Regions from separate parts of the Mus musculus genome. Here all the other regions are linked to region 2. The links are chromatin contacts, called in public HiChIP or PLAC-seq maps. All regions are on one chromosome and are shown on one strand. The core of a region is the stretch at or near the end of the contact, and the rest is flanking DNA. Distances in the headings are between cores, read along the strand shown.

Region 1 (4,634 bases), core at 1,432-3,931, 300 kb after region 2:
GAAGGTCCTTTTCAATGGACTTGAGCCAGGGCAGAACAGGTTTTCCTAGGAATCTGGACCACAGTTTAGGAAAAATAATACTGTGTGAACTGCAGAAGTGTTAGGTGGGTGGGAGGGAGGATGGTTCATAGATGCATGAAGAAATAGGGTGAGGATGAGTGGATGGATGAAAAACAGATGGATAGATGGATGAATGGATAGATGGAGAAATGGCTGGCTGGCTGGATAGATGAAGAGATGGATGGATGGATGGATGGATGGATGGATGGATGGATGGATGGATAGATGGATGGACTGTGGGATGCTCCCTAGTCAAGGTCAGCCTGTCAGAGAGGAAGGACAAGTTTCCTGGACAGATTGGTGGGTGGATAGATGATGGATGGATGGATGGATGAAGAAATGGATGGATAGAGAGATGACAGATTGATGGATGAGCAGATGGGTGGGTGGATGAATAAATGGATTGGTAGGTGGATGGGTAGATGGATGATGGATGGATTGATGGATGGATGGATGGATGGATGATTGGATGGATAGAGAAACAGATGGATAGATGGCTGAAAGGATGGATAGACAGGTAGATGTATGAAAGAGTGAGTGAGTGAGTGAGTGAGTGAGTGAGTGAGTGAGTAAGTAGATAGGTAGATGGATGGATGGCTGTGTGGATGGATGTTTGGTTGAATATGTTCTAGTTTCATTTCTGTTGCTGTGATAAAATACCCTGACCCCCCCCCCCCAAAAAAAAGCCCAGCATAGACTAAAGGGGTTTATTATTTCAGCTTTCAGTTCCAGGTTAAGGTCTACCACTAGGGAGGAAGTCAAGGCAAGTTCTTCAAAAAACTAGTCATACCATATCTACAGTCAATAGCAGGGAGAGAATACATGCATTCATGCTGCTTGCTTGCACTCAGTTTCTTCACTCTTATGCATCTCAGAGCACCTGCCTAGGGAATGATGCCTCCCACAGTAGGCTGGGTCTTCCCATATCAATTAACTTAATGAAAACAGCCCACCATAGCCATGCCCACAGGTCAACCCAGTGAAGACAACCCCTCCTTGAAACTCTTTTCCCTGGTTATTCTTTGTTGTGTCAAGTTGACAAAACTGTCTGTCATGGATGGATGAATGGGTGCTCTTCTCAATGATGGTATCGGTAGTGCCTACACTGTCACAGTGTTGGTGGAAAAGAGCACTACAGGTAAAGCAGGAGGCTGAGGACTAACCCAGAGCTCACCAAATACCACTGGTGTTCTTACCATGGCTGCTTTTGGTGTGCCAGGGCTTCATGTCTCGTGCCCACTCCAGTCATGTGAGTGCCTCTTGCCACACAGGCCCTCAGACCTGCTGGACACATGAACTTGCTGTTCTGGGATCTTAGAGCCTAGATACCACCCGATAGCTTCTCGATCTTGAGCTGCTTTCTTTGGATCTTTACGTCACACTTTCCTTATGTACAAAATAAAGGTAGCATGCTACTGTGAAAAGGACACGACCCAACATGTGTGGGATGACGGTTGACACCTGTCCTTAGGGAAGCAAGGGTTATTTGTGTTCCCGCTCAGACACTAGGTCATAGCAGGGGCAGTGGGCTTGAGGGGGAGGGGTGTAAGTAGATGGCTCACTCGCTCTGGGAGCTTGAACATAGAAGCCCGGTTATCAGTAGAGAGAGGGGACCTCCCACACCAGGTCAACAACCCCGATCCTCCTACCTCCTTGGAAAATCTCTCACCTGTTCTTTGAATGAGGTCATCTCACTCAACCAGTGACCTGCACTGATAACAAACTCTCCAGTGACTCTTCCTGCCCCATTAATTTATAACATTCTATGGATACAAAACAGGAAACTTAAAAATATGGCCCTGGCTCTGGGCAGGTGAGGTGACTCAGCAGGTAAAGGCCTGGCAACCTGAGTTTGATCCCTGGAGCCAGTGGTGAAAGGAGAACTAACTTCTACTTACCAGCCACAGCATGCATGCATCAGTATATAGATAAATAAATAAATAAAATGTTAAACCTGGTTTCTCAGTGCTATCTTTAATAAACACCATCAGGGCATGGGGTTGAACATGTATGGAATGTCCTGTTCCCTGGAGACCCCCTCCTAAGGGGAGGCACCTTCATGGTGCATTAGCAGGTGGCTGTGGTGGTGGGGTGTGTGTGTGAAGGAGGGGCCTCTTGGAGGCGGGAGTCTTGGGATAGCTTCCAGGTCTTGGGAGAATGGATCTGCCCCTGGAACTCCAGATCGGTTCTATCTTTCCCTTTACACTCTCCTAAGGAGAGAATTAGGCTCTCCTGTGCCCCTGCTGTAGGGCCTGGTGCAACCCAAAGGCATGGCCGGGCATTCCTGGAGCCACTTGTCCCCTCCTCCTGCTTCCATTAGAAAGTTCTGTCCCTGTCAGCTGTAGGAGTCTCTGAGGATCTCCTTCCTGAGAGACAGCAGACTCCTTTACCTGTCCATCCGTCCGTCAGTTCGTCTGTCCATTTGTCCATCCACCCATTCATCCATCATCATCCACCCACCCACTTCCTCTGTGTGTTTTTATGTGCACAGAGGAGTGACAGAAGACTCAAGGTGACTCTAGCCTGGAGAGATGACTGGTAACAAATAAGGCAGAGAAGCAGGAGTTTCGAGAGAATCAGAGAGTTTCGAGAGCTTATGGGTAACAAACAACCAGGCAGAGGACCGGGGTTTCTAGGTAAAAGTCAAGTTAGTTTCTATTTCCCCTTCACACCACTTGGCTCTCCTCACGCCCACGGGGGAGTTTTCTCTGAAAGGGCAGCTAGCTTCTCAGGGGACTGCTCCTGCCCCATGGGTCTGAGTCAGCCCAGAGGTCTGCCAGTGATGACACAGCCCTGGACTCTCCTGAGAACTGCTCTGTGTCACTTCCCTGAGACCTGGAGGGAGGACAGAAGAAGGCCCTTCACACAGCCTTTCTTCTAAGGAGAAATACTTTCTTCTACAGCAAATGCCATTCACGAGTGACCCGGAGTTCTTCGCTCCTTCAGGGCCTTTCCGCACGTGACACAAAATGCTGGAAACCTGAGGCTCTTCGTGACTGTTTGTTTCTCAAGTGTTGGCCTCTTCATTTCTCCTCACACAGAAATAAATTAGTCTACAATGAATAAATGTTGAAGTGGAGCCCAAGAGAAATGTGGCAGACATTGTGGCACACCTGTCCCTCACAAAGACAGCTCTCGGGTCAGCATGCACCGTTGAGATTTTAGGGTTGCTCCCCACCAGAACCCAGAGAAGCAGCCCATTTCACAGTCAAGGACACCAAGAGCTCAGAGAGGATTAAGAAGAGCTGAGGGCCAGAGACAGGGTAGATCTGCTGCCCAGGGCTTCCATTTGCATAAGGACAGGCCCAGAGAACCCAGACTAGGAAGGACTGGGCTGCAAGCTGCTCTAAGAGGGGCCTCTTCTTCGTACCAGGCTCCTGACATATGCCAACTCTGCCCAGCCCTCAGTCCCATCAAATTCCAAGATAAATGATGGGTCCAGTAATCAGTGGACTTCTGGTTTTCTTTCAATGCTAAATAAGATTTGGGCCCATCAGAGACTTTCCCAGTGCCCAGTCCTGGCTGGGCAGGAGACAGTGTTTTATCTTCTTTCTTGTGGAAATGGGCTAATAAGTGATTTAATTTCTATTTGAATCTACAAGAAAAATAGAGCAGTAAAGATGCTTTGCCATCCAAAGGGAAATTAGATCAACCTCAGTGGTCTGAATCAGAGGCCTCAGTGAGGAAGGAAGGAAGGATTGCAAACTCGAGGCTTGGCAGCAGAATGCTAACCAACATTCACAAGGTCCCAGGTTCAGTTCCCGGTAGCGGTTCTAACAGAGTTACGTTTAAAGGGGGAGATGAAGGTGTGACTTGGTGACAGAGCATTTGCCTAGCACGTGCGAAGACAATTTTGAATCAAAACCAAATATGCCTCTCATTGCCCACTGAGTTCCTGTGTACATGGGAGGGGCTTGGAGGGGCTAGCAGAGGCTAACAGGGGCTAACAGGAGCTGGAAGCAGGGGCTAGCCAGGGCTGGAAGGAGGAGCTAGGAGGAGCTAGCAGGAGCTAGCAGAGGTAACGGTTTCTACCAGCAATAATAGCCAAGTCTTATGAAAGGCACAATGAATCTCAGGCAGTCTGGCCTTTGCCTGGATCTCATTTAATCCTTAGAGCAGGAGGAAGATGATGGCCTCATTTTGCAGATGAGGAAAGCAGGGTTAGGGAGTGTCAGAGATAGGGTTTGGATTCTGGTCTGACTTCAGAAGTCTACACCCTGAGCCACGAACGCAAGATTCTCACTCACAGTGAGGTCTAGAAACCACCCGTGTGGGAATCTCCCAGGACTGACCAAAACACTCTGTCTAGGGTCCTGCTCAAACTCACCAAATCAGAACCTCAAAGAGTGGGACCAAGAAGCTGCCACCAGCAAGCTTTCCAGTCTTTCTAGGTCATTCTTATGCAAATAAACCTGGAGTCTCCTGCCTGTGTCAGTATCTACTGTGTGGTGACAAGGGACAGCTGAGACATGAGAGCAGAAGGTCCTAGGCAGCTGGGAAAATACACTAAGGAAGAGAATCAAGTCTATATCCTTTGGTGAGTCCTTTCCAGCCCCTGGTATTGTCCTCACTGT
Region 2 (4,131 bases), core at 298-2,797:
GAGAGGGGAAACACGAACCCACACATGTGATAAAAGTATACAGGACTAAATACAAATGCACAAACAAATGTGTGTGGTCCTGGAGTAGGGTGAGCAGATTATACATGTGCTGATCTTGTAATGCTATACTTCAGCTTTGCAATAAGCCATCATGGGGAGGGGCTGTATAAATGATATATATACATCAGAACTCTATATAACGTCAATATACAACTACCTCAACAACAACAAAATACAATTAGACCTTAAGAACTAAGCCAAAAACAACAACAAATTATCTCAAACTCCTAAGATTATTTTTGAGACAGGATCTCTGTAGCCCAGGCTAGCCTCCAACTTGTTTTGAGGCTTAGGACGACCTCACACATGATCCTCTGCTTCCTCCTCGCCAAGGCAGGGTTACAGGCATGCAACAGTGAGTCCACAGCAACAGTGAGTCCACAGCCGGAGCTTCGTAGATAGTAAGCAATTACTCTACTCACTGGGCTACATTGCTGGCCCAAGATTTATTTATTAAACAACTCTTTCATGATGCTTACTAATGCCAGGAACCATGTTAAGTGCTTAAGTGCTGACTTACTGCTTGCTAACACCATCCGGGGTGTGTACTGTTACTGCTCTTTCTGCCTGTCTTGGTCAGGGTTTCTATTCCTACACAAACATCATGACCAAGAAGCAAGTTGGGGAGGAAAGGGTTTATTCGGCTTACATTTCCATACTGCTGTTCATCACCAAAGGAAGTCAGGACTAGAACTCAAGCAGGTCAGGAAGCAGGAGCTGATGCAGAGGCCATGGAGGGATGTTCTTTACTGGCTTGCTTCCCCTGGCTTGCTCAGCCTGCTCTCTTATAGAACCAAGACTACCAGCCCAGAGCTGGTCCCACCCACAAGGGGCCTTACCCACTTGATCACTAATTGAGAAAATGCCTTACAGTTGGATCTCATGGAGGCATTTCCTCAACTGAAGCTCCTTTCTCTGTGATAGCTCCAGCTGTGTCAAGTTGACACAAAACCAGCCAGGACACTGCCGCCCGCCCACACCAAGGGTCGACGGTGAAGGGATGATGGGATCCCGACACAGGGAGCTGGGTCCTTGAACTCTCCCTCCTGTGAGGTCTCCAGCTCACCTTGAAGATGGACAGATGGATAAGCATGCTTAGGAGAACAACAAGACAAATCCTTCCCACAATAGACAAAGGCAACTGAAAACCCTCCATGCTCCCAGCTTTAAGGGAAGCAACCACAATGACTAGATTCTCAGGGGAAAACCTCCCAGTCAGTGGGAGATGAATCCTTTGAGCACTTTAACAGAGATTGGAAACCAGAGGGAAGAGCTAGACACGCTTAGGGGCACGCTTCAGAGGGAAGGGCTAAGGAGCCACAAAAAGCAAATGTGTCTGGGGATGGATAGGAGGGAAGGCTGAGGCTGGCTGAAACAAAACCACATAATTGCATCATGCTTAGTACAGACGCCCCAGGCCTGCAGCTCTTTGACTCCGTAGGCCTGGGACCTCTTCTCTCCCAGGGGTAAATTCCATCTGCCTTAGCAGCCTCAATCCCGCAGGCTCTTGCAAATGTTTGCCTTGCTGACGCGGGCTCTGGAGACTGAACCCAGAGCTGCGGTGGCATTCCAGGATAGGCCTGTGGTGAGGCAGCCTGACTCACAAGATTTTCAGATTATCAATAGGGAAGGCAGGAATGTCATGGCCTGTGTACATGGGCAGGAGGACATTCATCAAAAAGACAGCTGTCATGAAATCACTGCCTCCCTTTCCCGCTGAAGTGGGGCGGCACCAGTGTGTGTGTGTGTGTGTGTGTGTGTGTGTGTGTGTGTGTGTGTAGGCCTGTGTGTGGACACGCACACGCAAATATGGAAGAAAAAAAAATCATTTCCCAAAACAGGACCAAGGAGGCCTAGAATCAACCATTCAAAGGACAGAACACGTCCAAGCAGAGGGACACTGTGCCTTAGTCCTAATACTGAGAGCCCCGGTTCCCACTGTTCCCACTGAGTAATTGATGGGACCAGCACATCACTTATGGTCCAGGCTGATACAAGGCGCCAGTGGTATGTTTGGAGAGTCTGTCTTCACTGGTTTCCATGGAAATAACCTGTAGAGTTCTCAGTGGAATCCTGCCTGGGCAGTTGAGGAAAATTAAGTCTACCTGGGAACTCTGTGCTGGAGAAAGGTTGTAGGAAAGAATTCTCCATAGCCTGTGGCTGTGAGAAGACACCTTTCGGGGTTCAGTCGGAAGTAGCGAGAAGGAAACAGGAGTCTCAATTCACCATATCATAGCCCCAAATAATTCAGGTCTCCGCAATGGGTTTTGTCGAGAAAGGACATTTTCTGGACTGGTGAGAGGTCACTTGCCACCAAACTTGATAACCTGACTTCTGTCCCTGAAACCCTCATGGTAAAATGAGAGAACCCAGTCTTCAAACTTCTCCTCTAACTTCTATCTATACACACGGTGTTGCACGCACAAGCACGCACGCACGCGCGCACACACACACACACACACACACACACACACACAAAATGAAACAGAGTCCTTGCCACAGGTCTGAAAACATTCACCCCCAGAGTAGGTAGAATTTTTGTTGCCTACCGGAAGGAGCAATCCCAACTTATTTCTTGCTTTGGTTTCTGATGTCTCTGCGCCCTCAGGCCCCGTGTCACTCACTGTCTGTGAAGAAAAGGCTCCAGGCATGAAAACCAAAGGTAGACAGTCTCTGAGCCCCTTAGACATTGTGGAGCCTACAAACCAAGCCAGGGGCATCTGCCTCCAGTCATCCCATTAAGTAAATGTCAGACATCCCTCTAATCCACAGACTGCCAGTTTTCTGATGGCAGCTAAACACATCTTCATGTTAATCCATTCAGCTCCCCCATAGTGGACTCTGAAGAATCATTTTATAGTTGCTAATGTCCACCTAACTTGCCCGAGGCAGACACTTGCATGAAACCTACTGTTCCTATCCGGTTCTTATCTACAGGGGAGACTTGGGGGTGGGGGAGTGTAGCTCCTGTAAACCTAGACAAGCTTGTCACCTGGAGTCTGGTGTTGATGACCCACCATGAACCAGATAAACCCAGTAAGGTAGGAGAAAAGAAGAAGGAACAAAATGGGTGGAGGGGTCAGAAGGGGAAGAGGAACGGGAAGCGGGTGTTTTTTAAATGTGCCTTTTGAAAAGAGAGGCCCTCCTGCTTTTCCGAATCCCACATTCTGCACCAGAAGCCACTGTGTGCTATATCTCCATCATCACTGGGCTCATCCGTGAGCCCCCCTGCCACATGGTGCATGGTGAAGGACCGATGGCTTCTTAGCATTGCCTGTGCATGACTTGGCTGGGCAAGACATATTTTGCATTAGCTTAGGTCCTGACATTCTATCATGTTCCCTGTCAAGACGCCAAGTCATTCTTGGAACCCTGCACACGGAGTGACATCTAACAGAACCCCAGCCGATGAGGTGGCTCTCTGCTGCCCCACCTGCAGGGCAGTGATCTGGCTGGCTGCTCTGCGAACAGAGGTTTACCAAGGAAAGGTCAGCAGCCTTGGCCAGCGTCTGCAGCGCTTTTGGAGGAGGCTGTGTTACAAGGCATGGTGGTGTTATTTGTAACCGAGTTGCTTTTAGCAATCAGTGTCACTGCGTCAGAAGCTAAAAGTGGGACGGAGCTAGGTGCCCAAGGCTCTCAATGGGGCATGGCAGAAGGCTGAGGGGAATGGCCATCAAAATGACACCTTCCTTTCCCAGCTCCGAGATGCCTTCGGTGACCCTTCCCCTGCCATCCCCTGACAGGGGTGCTCTGTCAGGCTGAAAGAGGAGAACTCTGGTGGCACCTTAGGTGACACTGTCTGGGATGCCTGTGGCCGGACAAGCGTGTGTCAGTGCCTTCCTCGTAGGGTATCAGCTCTCTTGTAGGGATACTAGGTTCTCGGGGACACGCGGGCTTCCCATCGGCCCCCTGTGGAGGGCACCTGGCAGGAAGGGGCTGGGACTCCTCTGACTCTGACTACCCTCCGCTGGCCTCCCCTGAAGCCTCCTTACTCCAGGTCCATGGCCTGTGATGACTGGGGCCTGCTGCATGCTCAGAGCTGTGTGGAGCATCAGGAAATGAATTTAAGAA
Region 3 (4,611 bases), core at 1,619-4,118, 320 kb after region 2:
TCTTCTTTCCTTTTTAAAAGGATGCTGCTAACGTCAGCGCTTGAGTACAAAAAAAAAATTAATTTTAGATATTTTAAGATTATCGATTCCACTTGCTAACGGGGTTCTTCATTGACGTTTTGAGTTTATAATACCTGACGTCAACTAATTTGTCCAAATGGTCAGGCGGCTTCTGTAATATTCTCTCAACTTAACAGTTTAACTCTGTGGGAGATAACTCAGAACAACCCATTTCTCTTTTAAAAGCCATAGCACGTGTTACTTTGGGTTGAGTTGCTCTCGTGCCTTAACTTCTTCCCTTAGGTCTCTGGGTAGATAGATAAGGCATGAAACCAACGTCGGAGAACGCTTCTTCCTGGCTCCTCACAAGTTGCCTGTCACCCTTTCAGATTGCCGAGCCATAAAGTCAGATACTGCGACTGTGGGACTAAATGCTGAGTGTGTAGGCAGAGTGTATGTGTTGAACGTGCCTATCGCATATGTATTATCTGTCAAGGATTATCAGTGTGTGCTGAGCGTGAGTGAATGAGAGAGAGAGAGAGTGTGTGTGTGTGTGTGTGTGTGGTGGGTGTATTGAGGGACTGTGAATTGATTGTGGTTTCATTGTGTATTAAATGTCTGGGTGTGAGTCTGTGTCACTGAATGTGGCGTGTGTGGGTGTGGGTGTAGCACCTGTGTGGATCTGTGGGAAAGTGTGCCTACAAATGTGCCCATGGTAAAAATAGATGTGTAAACACACCAAGGGATTGAACTATCCACCATAGGTCGCCCATGGAGACTTGTTTCTTTTCTTTGGTTTGCAGTTTGTCAGAAACAAGACAAAAAAAAAAGGCTGGGCATTACTTAGTTAAGAGACTTTTTCTTTTACTAATTGGTCAAAGCAGAGGCCATCAGGGCTGCTCTCAGGACTGCTACCTTCTCTGTCTTTCTTCACTGTGGCACAAAGCCCAGCCCCTTCTAAGTTAAAAATAAAACTACTTAGGGTCCATCATCAGGACTCAGTGGGTACAGGCTCTTGCCACCAAGTCTGAGTTCAGTCATTGGGATCCATGTGGCGGAGGGAGGGAGGGAGGGAAGCGACTCCCACACAGAATGCCCTTTGATCTCTACAAGTGAGTCATGGCTTGCATGCCACCACCACCACCCCCACCCCCCACCCATCCAAATGTAAATAAGTAAATGCAGTACAGTTTCCAAGTTTTTAAAGACGAATTCTTCATGTCTCTCTGTCTCTGTCTCTGTCTGTATCTGTATCTGTGGTGTGTGTGTGTGTGTGTGTGTGTGTGTGTGTGCGCGCGCGCACACGCGAGTGTCATCTGTGTTCACGTGCCCACAGAAGCTAGAATCAGGTATGAGAGAGATAGATCCCTTGGAGCTGGACTTACAGGCTGTTATGAGTTAAACTCTGGTCTTCTACAAGTGTGGCACATATTTAACCAACGAGCCTCTAGACCATAAATTTAGCAACCTTTGTTTTGTTTTCGTGAGACAGGCTCTTAATCAGCCAGTTAAAAAAAATAAACAGGGCTGGTGAGATGGCTCAGTGGGTAAGAGCACCCGGCTGCTCTTCCGAAGGTCCGGAGTTCAAATCCCAGCAACCACATGGTGGCTCACAACCATCCGTAACGAGATCTGACTCCCTCTTCTGGAATGTCTGAAGACAGCTACAGTGTACTTACATATAATCAATAAATAAATCTTTAAAAAAAAAATAAACAAACGAATGCCCAGTAAATAGTAGCTGGCATGTGATCGCCTCCTTTCAAACCATAGCCCTATGTCATAGCTCCAAAGCCAGTGGCCATCAGAGCCACTTGGGGAGATTTCTATGTAACGCCTAGGAACCGAGAAATTCCTTACAATACAGAAAGAACTTATTACCCCAAGTTCCCCGTGCCTGTCGTATCCATCCAAATTTAGGGACCACTGGCCTCAGGTATGCCATTTCTGTCAAAATGTGTATATTCTGTGGTGTTTGTCCCAATGGCCTGTCGAGATGCTCAAAAGAAGCTTCGTGGAAGACAGAGAAGGGCTAATTCAGTGATGGCATACGTTGTCTATCTCTGAACTTAATCTGGAGAGAATTTAACAGTGTCTGTCTACATTGAACTTAACCCCAACCTCCTTTAGAGCTTTCCGTGTTGGTTTGGAGGTGGTGGTGGTGGTGGTGGTGGTGGTGGTGGTGGTGGTGGTGGTGGTTGAGACTCACTATGTAGCCCTGGTTGGATTGTAGGTTGTTATGTAGATCAGGCTACCCTGGAATACACAGAGAGCCACCTGCCTTCGCCTCTTCCTTTTACTGAAAAAAGAAAGGATGTGAACGTGTAAAATTAGACTCTAGGTCATCATAAAATTGTTTCTTGGCACTTCCTGGGGGGGGGGGGGGAATCTCATGCCACCTTAAGAAGAAAGCTTTTCAGGTTGGTCAGAGCCCAGTGGTGGCCTCTGACCCTGGAGAAAGGGACCTGCCCCCCCTGTTTGCTTACTAGGGAGGGCCTTAGACAGTGAAATGATGGAGAACAGGGCTGTTTCCCACACTCAGACTTACAGCCAGCTGAAAAAAAACACAGAAAGGCACCACAGAAAGAAAAGGACAAAGAGCTGGGGTGTGGGGGAAGGGGTTGGGAAGGTAAGGCCTGGCTCCCCGTGGTGGTCCCCAACCAGCCTCCGGGACTTTAAGAAACCAGCTCTCCACACAATCTTTCCCCTGTTTCTCTAACCTAGAAATAGCACAATGGAGCACGGTTGTTCCATTGCATTCTTCCTGCGGAGAGGGAGCAGGGAGTTCAGGACTCCTTGCAATCTGAATCTCAGGAATGCAGAAGAAACAGCCCGCCTCCTGCCTTGGAACTGAGCCTCTATTGAAATTTGACTCATCCTTAGCGGGGTTTATTGTGTTTTCTGCTCTCTTTCCTTGTGACACACAGCCCTAGGTGAGTAATGCTCTCTGCCTGAAGAGGAAAAAAATAGATCCCCAAATGCCTTCCATTATGCTGAAGGCCTTGTCACCAGCTGTGGTGGCAGGGGGTGTGGTGACCATCCATTAGCACAGGCAGACTCAGAACCCCGGACTCCCTCTACTGAGGCTATTTATGATTCTGAGAACCCAGGCAAGGATAGAAAGCCCACCCCCACACACAGAGAAGGCTAAAAGGCCTCCTGGAAGTCAGAATGGTCAAGAGTCCTTAGCTGTGGGAAATCTCAAAGGCCCCCTGAAGGGCACAATTAAACCTACGGTCTGCTGCCTCACCTGGCCTGGCCCCTTCTCATAGCTGTAAAGACCACCTTTTCACCCAACTAGAAACAACTAATATTTGTCGAGTTCCTGTTACATGCCAGGCACAGGGTGGAACATTTCCCGTTGCTGTTATGTTATCCACACACAGAGAACATGGATGCACAGCCTCATGAGAACATCCGCTTGGTTATATTCGAGTGTTTGAATAATGATCAAGCAAAGTGCTGTTGCTTCCTTTGCTTGGCTCTACAGACCATCAAAGCTTCATTCCCGAGCCGGTACTCCTGACAGATGGATGAGCCCAGGCTTCCTCAAGACGTTTTTTGTGACTATCAACAAGGAAGAGAAGAGTTTGCAGTCACTATTGGCGAGATGACAGAAAGCACAGAGAATAAATGCTTGCCCTGTGTGCTCACACCCCTACCCACCCCCAGGAAACTTGGGGTTGGGGTGTCGTGATATGGGTCAGTAGGGAAAGCGTTGGCTATTAGTTTGGAACCCTGGCTTCCACATAAGGTCTGAGAGCTCTGTCACTCCAGTGTTGGGTGGGGAGGGCAGAGGCAGGCACAGCCCCAGGGGAGCCAGCAAGCCAGTCTTACTAAAGCAACAAAGCTCCGGGTTTAATGAGATTCAGTATCAGAAAATAAAGGGAGAGAAGGTCTTGAAGAAGCCATTCCAGTGTAAGACCTCTGGCATCCACATATACCCAGTGGGTGAATGTCCGTCCTGTCCCGTCGTGGTCCCCCCCCCCCCCCCACAGAAACTTGTTTTTATTTGGATATTTTGTTTCTAAAACAGGGTCTGAGCTGGGGGTCATTAATCCCAGCACTCAGAAGGCAGAGGCAGATGGATCTCTGAGTTTGAAGCTAGCCTGGTTTACAGAGTGAGTTCTAGGACAGCCAGGGCTACACAGAGAAACCCTGTCTCTACAACCCCACCACCACACACAAAAACAAAACAAACAAAAACAACAAAAGAATGGGGTCTGTAGGCCAGGCTGCCCTCAACCTCCTTATGTGGCCACGGATGATCTCCGACTTCCAACCCTATGATCTCCGACTTCCAACCCTCCCCCTCTCAAAAGCTGGGGTCTCAGGGGATTCCACACCCTTGCTTGATTTATAAGTGTTGGAGATGGAACCCAGGGCTTCAACCTTGCCAGGCAAACACTCTACCAAACAAGATATATCCCTAGCCAAGGCACAAGGACACACATTCTAAAGTGTAATAAAAAAATTAAAATTAAAAGCAAAAAACAAAGCAAACTCTCTCAAAACCCCTAGTCAGCTAAAAGTCTCCTTTAAGTTCTGTGATACCAGAAACACCTTCTCACCTTCTGGACTTGATCTATCCAGCTGGAGCTACACTGGGAG

What was found. HiChIP or PLAC-seq counts read pairs in DNA pulled down with a chosen protein or histone mark.
Region 1: a contact with region 2 is called in a FOXA1 HiChIP or PLAC-seq map of pancreatic cancer cells. The contact joins two enhancer-like sites. A contact is called at or near these places in 3 of 115 datasets of contacts at active chromatin or transcription factors (pancreatic cancer cells, stem cell-derived neural progenitor cells and trophoblast stem cells).
Region 3: a contact with region 2 is called in an H3K27ac HiChIP or PLAC-seq map of epiblast stem cells. The contact joins two enhancer-like sites. A contact is called at or near these places in 6 of 484 Hi-C or Micro-C datasets (embryonic fibroblasts, embryonic stem cells, muscle stem cells and 2 more), 7 of 115 datasets of contacts at active chromatin or transcription factors (embryonic stem cells, epiblast stem cells, pancreatic cancer cells and 2 more) and 1 of 9 other capture datasets (embryonic stem cells).

The regions. Positions count from the first base shown.
Region 1 is chr19:53,432,253-53,436,886 of GRCm38.p6, reverse strand. No RefSeq gene overlaps it. Among named protein-coding and RNA genes, the nearest start is that of 4833407H14Rik, 26 kb to the left of the region's middle. Within about 2 kb of position 2,681, at least 99 of the 459 cell types and tissues checked have an H3K27ac peak or open chromatin away from gene starts, as enhancers often do. A contact at or near this core is called in pancreatic cancer cells and trophoblast stem cells, where this site is marked.
Region 2 is chr19:53,729,452-53,733,582 of GRCm38.p6, reverse strand. The region is part of intron 1 of Rbm20 (RNA binding motif protein 20); the gene reads right to left. Among named protein-coding and RNA genes, the nearest start is that of Gm30943, 23 kb to the left of the region's middle. Within about 2 kb of position 1,547, at least 99 of the 459 cell types and tissues checked have an H3K27ac peak or open chromatin away from gene starts, as enhancers often do. A contact at or near this core is called in embryonic fibroblasts, epiblast stem cells, muscle stem cells and 2 more, where this site is marked.
Region 3 is chr19:53,410,603-53,415,213 of GRCm38.p6, reverse strand. No RefSeq gene overlaps it. Among named protein-coding and RNA genes, the nearest start is that of Smndc1, 22 kb to the right of the region's middle. RefSeq lists an enhancer at 1,745-4,179. Within about 2 kb of position 2,868, at least 140 of the 459 cell types and tissues checked have an H3K27ac peak or open chromatin away from gene starts, as enhancers often do. A contact at or near this core is called in embryonic fibroblasts, epiblast stem cells, muscle stem cells and 2 more, where this site is marked.